Regions from separate parts of the Mus musculus genome. Here region 1 is linked to region 2. The links are chromatin contacts, called in public Hi-C maps. All regions are on one chromosome and are shown on one strand. The core of a region is the stretch at or near the end of the contact, and the rest is flanking DNA. Distances in the headings are between cores, read along the strand shown.

Region 1 (3,972 bases), core at 1,032-3,531, 150 kb before region 2:
AGGTCTTCACATCCCAGCCCAGGCCCTGGGCTAATCACTCGGGGAAGCTTTTATAGAAATGCAGAGGGTGGCAACCATTCTGGCCATGGTGACTCATGGCATCAACAAGGGAAACCGAAACACACAGGGGGCTTAATGCGGTACAGCTATGTGGTGGGTCTCTTGGGCCACATAGATTGTAGGTGGATCTGTGTTCATGTCACCAAGAAAAGTGAAGGTGTGTCTCTGCTGCTCTCATTAAGGAAAGACATCTTCCAAGGGAATAGCCCCACCCCCACCCCGTAGGCCTGCATACAGCAAAGCGTGTGGATGAATTGTGTGTGTGGAGATCCCAAGGGGTCCAAACTGTACAACTGAGGTCACTCAGTGGGCCTGAATACGGCAAGGCACACAGGGATGAGTTCCCTATGTGCGGACCCCAGGGAGCCCATCCTCGGCTTCTGAGGACATGTGGCTAAGGCAGATCAGGTCACCCATTGTCTTGTCTCTCTGGGCACCGCCCAAGGAGGAAGTACCCAGTGGTGCTCTGTGTACTCCAGGCAGACACCACTAACCACGACTCTTAAGAATCTTTGGTCTCAGACCCTGATATAGCTGTCTCCTGTGAGGCTTTGCCAGTACCTGGCAAATACAGAAGTGGATACTCACAGTCATCTATTGGATGGAACACAGGGCCCCCAATGGAGGAGCTAGAGAAAGTACCCAAGAGCTGAAGGGGCCTGCAATCCTATGGGTGAAACAACAATATGAACTAACCAGTACCCCCAGAGCACGTGTCTCTAGCTGCATATGTAGCAGAAGATGGCCTAGTCGGCCATCATTGGGAAGAGAGGACCCTTGGTCTAGCAAACCTTATATGCCCTAGTACAGGGGAAAGCCAGGGCCAAGAAGTGGGAGTGAGTGGGTAGGGGAGCAGTGCGTGGGTGGGGGATGTTTAGGAAACTTTTGGGATAGCATTTGAAATGTAAATGAAGAAAATATACAAGAAAAAAAAAAGAATCTTTGGTCTCAGGCCTTTATAGTCCCTCTAGTCTACAGTTCTCATTGACCTTGAGGAAAAGTCTAAATGCATTGTTCATCTCTGCTTGAGAGGATCTGGGGAGTTTCCTAAGTAGAAGTAGGCTGGGATTGTTTGGCTGTACATTGACAGGGAGCCTGCCAACCGTCATGACAACTTTTCCCTTTCCATGTGTAACATCATCTTTCCCCCTCTCTCCTCCCTCTTTCAGGCCCTCATGTTCTTGAGGTTACAGGGAAACCAGCTGTTGTCGCTGCCACCTCAAGAGAAGTGGACCTGCACCCAACTCAAGACCCTGGACCTCTCCAGAAACCAGCTCGGCAAGTAAGCAGTGGGCCTCTTTACCTCTGGTGTATATAGAACCACAGATGATATGTGTTGGACAGCACCAGAGCCAAGCTGCTGTATCCCACTTAGGGTGGATGAAATACTCCTATAAAACAGTTGCTCAGCAATATGAAGGCTGCAGATCTGAGACCAGGGTGCCTCCTGAGACCTCCCTCCTTGACTTGTTAAAGATCAAGGCTGTTATGGGGCTTGCCTTTAATTCTAGCACTCAGGAGGCAGATCAGGTGGATCTCTGAGTTCAAGGCCAGCCTGGTCTACAGATGGAGTTCTAGGACAGCCAGGGCTACACAGAGGAATCCTGTCCTAAAAAACAAACAAGAAAGTGGCCATCCACATATATCTCCATGATCTTTCTCTTTACGGTTGTTGTTGTTGTTGTTGTTGTTGTTGTTGTTGTTGTTGTTGTTTGGACACCATCTATATTAGAGTAGGGAGCATTCTAAAGAGCTCATGCCAACATAACCACTTTCTTAAAGACCCTAATTCATGAATGACCTTATTCAGAAATGCTTGGAATCAGAAGGTTTTCAAATTTTAGATGTCTCTGGGATTTTTGAAGTATTTGGATGTATCCCGGACATCCCGAGATGGGACCCAAAGCTAAATACAGACTAGTGTGTGTGTGTCACAGGCCCCCAACAGCATTTTTAGCATGCCTGAGTTTTAACTGTGACATGGCTCTGAGGTCAGGTCTGGAATGTTCTCCTTTGAACACCACACCAGCACTCACAGGGTTAGTCTTTGGGAGGCATCTGGATTCTAAACTTTTGGATTAAGGGTACTACTGTGTGACTACTATTCTCCTGGGGAGAAAAGACCAAACATGTTTCCCTGTATGGGACACTTGATGACAGAGCACAGATACAGTCCCACCAAGTCTGGCTTGAAGAAGTGACGACTGTGTTGGGGTTACTTTCGGGACTCAGGGTGAGTCAGAGGCACCCCAAGCATAGGTGCCAACCCACAAAAGCTGCATCCTGCCTACCTTAGCTCCACCCATAGTCAACTCTTACCCAGCAACGGGGGTTCCTTGTATAGCCTGCAGGGATTGAGGGTTTGTGAATGATAGAATTTTCCCAAGCTTCCTGAGACGTAGGAGTTTCTCTTTTCCCTCCAGGAAGAGGGAATAGGTACACCACAGAGTATTCCAATACGTATTCCCAGCTCCAAAATCCTGAGAGAAGGATTCCAGGCGACATCATACAGCCCTCGAGCGGGACCTTCCAGCTGTAATTGTTGCAGACTCCTGAACATCCTGTCTCTCACTTCAGCCTAGACTAGAAGTCTATAAATTCTTTACCAGCTACTAATGTGTTCATAGGTGGAATAAAATGTATCCATCCAATGATAGATGAATGGGTTGAAAATGAGCCCTGGAGAGCCCTGCCCCTTGGGGTCACTGGCTGATGGTTACTCTGTAATCGCTAAATAGAACACATACCCAAAGCACCTGCTTGAAGCTAGAAAGCCTGAGAATGTGATAATGACTGTGACCACTAGATTATCCTTCCTAATGGCTTCTTCCAGAAGGCCCCCGAGTTCCCTCATACAAACTGCAGGAAGGCCCAAGCACATGCTGATAGAATTTACTGCCTTCTCTGTGGTTCTATGTGATGTAGTCAGAGCTAGTATACTCCAAGTCTTTGTCATGCTTGGCCTCAAATTTCTGAGTGTTCTCTTTCCCCTCCACAGAAATGAAGATGGGCTTAAAACAAAGAGGATCTCCCTGTTCACCACCAGAGGGCGCCAGCGTTCTGGAACTGAGACAGGTGTGTGCTGGGCTGGGGAGACCATGAGATCCTCCTGTCTTGTATCCAAGTCGTTATGTTGAGCTTTGCCTTTCCTTTCCCGGTTGAAATGTCAGAGATGTTCATGGTCAGCTGAAAGGTCTGTCAGTGTAAATGGTGACTGTTAACCGTGTGTGTGTGTGTGTGTGTGTGTGTGTGTGTGTGTGTCTGTGTGTGTCTGTGTGTGTGTGTGTGTGTGTGTGTCTGTGTGTCTGTGTGTGTCTGTGTCTGTGTCTGTGTGTGTGTGTCTGTGTGTGTGTGTGTGTCTGTGTGTGTGTGTGTGTGTGTGTGTGTGTGTGTGTGTGTGTCTGTGTGTGTGCGTGCCTATGGCCCTAACTCCCCATCTGGAGCCCAGCAATGCTAATAGCTAACTGCCTAAACTGTAGACACAGGAGTCTCAGTCCACACGTAAAGTAGGAAATGTCATCTATGTTGCATATGAGAAAACCAAGTGCAAAACGCAGATCAGAGACAATTGGCATTTGCATCACCTCAGACTGATAGTTGTTTGTGTTAACAACATAGAAAGTCCCCTCTGCTAAGAAATGTACAATTAGTTCTCGGGTGCAGTCATCCTGCTGAGCTATAGAACACGAGAGGTTTTCTTCCAGGCTATCCAGGGGGCACCCCAGCACCCACCATCCACCCCCTCTGCCCCCATTACCCCTGCATCTCCCTGGGTTCCACTAACCACTATTCTAGCCTCTACCTCTGTCAGATCAACTTTTGATCAAATCTGAGACTCTAAAGCCAACTACACCTTCAGAATGTCCATCGGGACAAGAGCATAAAACAAGGGCGAATGTGTAGGCCATTTTA
Region 2 (4,377 bases), core at 809-3,308:
TTTTCCTCCATAGCTAATTTGTGGATACAAAAGTCTAGATAAAAAAGGAGGAGTTGTTCCATATGCCCCCCACCCCCAGGGCAGAAGTAGCTATCGCTGAGTGTTCTGCCACTCGGCCGACTCCAGCTCATTTTAATGACTGGTTGGGTTGCCAGACGACAGCGTTGAGGCTGGTTGCCAACAATACTTGCACTTTCATACAGTGTTTCATTTCAGTGTTAGAGGAGCATCCTCTTAAAGCTCAAACACCTTTATCACAGTCTCTGTACATGTAAGCTCATCAAACATTAGGTGCTGTGGGGTTGGAGAGACGGCTCCGCAGTTTAGAGCGCTTCCTGCTCTTGCAGAGAGTCTGAGTTCAGTTCCTAGCACCCATATCCGGCAGCTCACAACCACCTGCAACTTCCGATCTAAAAGGTCCAATACTTGCATCTATGGGCACCTGCACAGATTCTCCAACACACTTAATTTTTAAAATAAATATTTAAAAAAAATAATTGCCAAATATATTAATCATAAAGAGTATCAAAATCTAGTTTGTTTTTTAAAAGGACAAATGTCTGGCATAAGCACTAACTTTTTTTTTTTTTTTTTTTTAAAAAGATTTATTTATTATTTAGTATATGTAAGTACACTGTAGCTGTCTTCAGACACTCCAGAAGAGGTAGTCAGATCTCGTTACGGATGGTTGTGAGCCACCATGTGGTTGCTGGGATTTGAACTCCGGACCTTCGGAAGAGCAGTTGGGTGCTCTTAACTGCTGAGCCATCTCACCAGCCCAGCACTAACTTTTAAAAAAATCCTCAAAAAATTATTATCAATACAGAAATTATATTGTTTTGCTTTGTTTTTTGAAATTTATACACTTAAACTGAAGGCTACATTTACACACATAACAGGTATTTTCTAGGGCCAAGTAACTAAAATTAAAAACCTGTTTTAAGGGGTCAGTGGTAGAGTGCATCTTGGTATGGATGAGGCCCTGGCTTGCTTCATCTCTAGCACCAGACAGACAGCTAATGCTAAGATGTATTTAGGCTTCTTTCAAGATCTACCTGAGCCTTAGCCCTGAAGTAAAGAACCCCAAGATGGGGTCCAAGGTTGGAGAAGACAGTCTCAAGAGCCCAGCAGGGGTCTCAGATGCCAGTGAAAGGCTTCTGTAGGTACTGGGACTGGCCGTGGAATGAGCTATCAGAGCCACCAGCACAGAAGTGAGGGCCTAGGGAGCATGGTGGTAATGTGGAGGCAACAGGAGACTGTTCTCACACAGGATGAGATAAATAAATATATCCTAGAATAACAGGTCCTCAACTGGCAAAGGAAGGAGCTCCCGATATGGAAAGAGATAATTAGATCCCTTAGAGTTGAAATGAGTTTGGGGTAACAGCATGAACCAACAGACAATCATAGATCTACTTAAATGTGTTAAGAACTCGGTTTTCTCTGGTTGAGTCCACTAAACATAGCGATGAACAGCAATACCTCAAAAACAATGAACATACCTAAAGCCTACACCTTAGTTTCTGTATGTTTTCTGCTGTACACGGAACAAGGGTCTCGGCTGTAGGACTAGGGAACAAGAAATATCTTGGGAACAGCTTATTACAGAAGAAAGCAAGAAGCTGCTCAAGAATGATAAAAGCCATCTTAAAGACAGAGCTAGCCAGGAAGCACTACAAATGCGCCAGGATTTCAATAGGAAGACAGAGCAAAAGGAAGACCGCGTAACCTATTAAGCAACAGGAACCCAAGAATCTACAGGTACAACCCAGGGGAACAGATGGAAACAGGAGCACCTTTACTTACAACTAATACCAGGAGAGGGCTGGCTGGGGTCCAGGGCCACTTAGCCAGCACCACAGTTTTGCCCAGCACTGATGAGTGTAAGGCCTGAAGTGGACAGGGTACTTACAGAGACTGGGGAGCTGGCCACAAAGATGCTCACTGGTTTACATTAACTTTATTTAAGCAGAGTAACTCTGTAATGGAGAGTGTGGCCAGAACCACACACAGAGCTCAAGGCAGTGCCACTTCTACAGTTCTTCCACCCACATGACAGTGTGGACCTACTCATAGGAAATACACACAAACTGACTGATCCTCTGCTCTGTGACTTCTAAGAGTGTCAGTCCTAAAAGTCAGCCTGAGAACCTATTTCAGATGGGACATGAGAAAAGACATAACACTCAGGGCATTTAAAATTTCATTCATTTTAAGAAAATGAAGACTTACAGATTTTAAAGTAGTTAAAAAAAAAAAGTACCTACATGTGAGCCATGAGGTCTTTTCTATTTTAAAGAAAAAGGGTTAAGTACTGATGTTTCTGAGACTGGGAATTATACAAATTTGATGTTTCATAGGGAGAAATTACTAAACCAAACCAACTGGTACAAGTGAGGCGCTATGTAAGAGTAAGACATGGCTGAGTCACAGAGAGGAGGGAAAAGTGGTAAGGGACTGTGTACTTCCTGTGTTGAGTTTCCAGGGTAGGTCACAGCCATGGCTGAGACTGCTTCAAGGGTCTAGTGCCAACTGCTACACACACAATAATACTCACTAGTTAGTGTGTGTGGTGTGGGGGCAAAAGGGTGTAATAGCATCAACATTAAAAACCAGTGTGTGTGCACACACACATACATACACATACACACACACACACACAGAGTACTAACTCTCTAGAATAACACCAATTTAACCTTGGTACAAGATCTGACTACTATTTAAACTAGTTTGAGGTCAGCCAGTACCTTTTATTGGTGAGGATGTTTTTATATTACTTGGACCCAGGAAGTGAGTGAGGCATTACAGTCCTCATAGTCTCAGGATTTTACATACAAAGTAATTCTGCAGCAGGAAACAGTAACTAAGGGTTCTATTTCACCTCCAGGACCAACCTTTTAAGACTGTACCCATCCATGATTAGAAACCCTGCCTTAATGTTAAGTAACACAGACAACCTGAAGATGTGGCGGTGTCAGGGTGGATAGGAGTATGACTGCTTTCCACCTCAAGTCCCACTTCCTTCAGTTCTAGATTCTCTGATTCAACAAAAACTATAGCCCTGTTGTGATACAGAAACAAGGACCGGCGTGCTGAGGGTGAGAGCTGGAGCTCCGCTGTAAAGAAGAGGCTCACTAGAGTGGAGCCCACTGTAGAGAAGAGGTCACTAGAGTGGAGCTCCGCTGTAGAGAAGAGGCTCACTAGAGTGGAGCTCCTCTGTAGAGAAGAGGCTCACTAGAGTAGAGCCCACTGTAGAGAAGAGCCTCACTAGAGTGGAGCCCCTCTGTAGAGAAGAGGCTCACTAGAGTGGAGCCCACTGTAGAGAAGAGGCTCACTAGAGTGGAGCCCCTCTGTAGAGAAGAGGCTCACTAGAGTGGAGCCCCTCTGTAGAGAAGAGGCTCACTAGAGTGGAGCCCACTGTAGAGAAGAGCCTCACTAGAGTGGAGCTCCTCTGTAGAGAAGAGGCTCACTAGAGTGGAGCCTACTGTAGAGAAGAGCCTCACTAGAGTGGAGCTCCTCTGTAGAGAAGAGCCTCACTAGAGTGGAGCTCCGCTGTAGAGAAGAGGCTCACTAGAGTAGAGCCCACTGTAGAGAAGAGGCTCACTAGAGTGGAGCCCCTCTGTAGAGAAGAGGCCACTAGAGTGGAGCCCCTCTGTAGAGAAGAGGCTCACTAGAGTGGAGCTCCTCTGTAGAGAAGAGGCTCACTAGAGTGGAGCCCACTGTAGAGAAGAGCCTCACTAGAGTGGAGCTCCTCTGTAGAGAAGAGGCCACTAGAGTGGAGCCCCTCTGTAGAGAAGAGGCTCACTAGAGTGGAGCTCCGCTGTAGAGAAGAGGCTCACTAGAGTGGAGCTCCTCTGTAGAGAAGAGGCCACTAGAGTGGAGCCCCTCTGTAGAGAAGAGCCTCACTAGAGTGGAGCTCCTCTGTAGAGAAGAGGCTCACTAGAGTGGAGCTCCTCTGTAGAGAAGAGGCTCACTAGAGTGGAGCTCCTCTGTAAAGAAGAGGCCACTAGAATGGAGCCCCTCTGTAGAGAAGAGGCCACTAGAGTGGAGCCCCTATGTAGAGAAGAGCCTCACTAGAGTGGAGCTCCTCTGTAGAGAAGAGGCTCAGTAGAGTGGAGCTCCTCTGTAGAGAAGAGGCTCTCTAGAGTGGAGCCCCTCTGTAGAGAAGAGGCTCACTAGAGTGGAGCCCCTCTGTAGAGAAGAGGCTCACTAGAGTGGAGCCCCTCTGTAGAGAAGAGGCTCACTAGAGTGGAGCTCCTCTGTAGAGAAGAGGCTCTCTAGAGTGGAGCCCCTCTGTAGAGAAGAGGCTCACTAGAGTGGAGCCCCTCTGTAGAGAAGAGGCTCACTAGAGTGGAGCCCCTCTGTAGAGAAGAGGCT

The links. A called contact is a pair of places that touch in the nucleus more often than the background predicts.
Region 1: a contact with region 2 is called in a Hi-C map of Th1 cells, with 2.5 times the contacts expected there. The contact joins two enhancer-like sites. A contact is called at or near these places in 1 of 484 Hi-C or Micro-C datasets (Th1 cells), 4 of 115 datasets of contacts at active chromatin or transcription factors (the HPC-7 cell line, the NIH/3T3 cell line, bone marrow-derived macrophages and 1 more) and 1 of 9 other capture datasets (embryonic stem cells).

What each region holds. Positions count from the first base shown.
Region 1 is chr7:66,300,025-66,303,996 of GRCm38.p6, reverse strand. It overlaps Lrrk1 (leucine-rich repeat kinase 1), which reads left to right. Exons shown (of 34, transcript NM_146191.3): 11 at 1,230-1,342; 12 at 3,059-3,135. Among named protein-coding and RNA genes, the nearest start is that of Gm45989, 20 kb to the right of the region's middle. Within about 2 kb of position 2,281, at least 17 of the 459 cell types and tissues checked have an H3K27ac peak or open chromatin away from gene starts, as enhancers often do. A contact at or near this core is called in Th1 cells, where this site is marked.
Region 2 is chr7:66,145,477-66,149,853 of GRCm38.p6, reverse strand. All of the region lies in intron 2 of Chsy1 (chondroitin sulfate synthase 1), which reads right to left. Among named protein-coding and RNA genes, the nearest start is that of Chsy1, 38 kb to the right of the region's middle. Within about 2 kb of position 2,058, at least 24 of the 459 cell types and tissues checked have an H3K27ac peak or open chromatin away from gene starts, as enhancers often do. A contact at or near this core is called in Th1 cells, where this site is marked.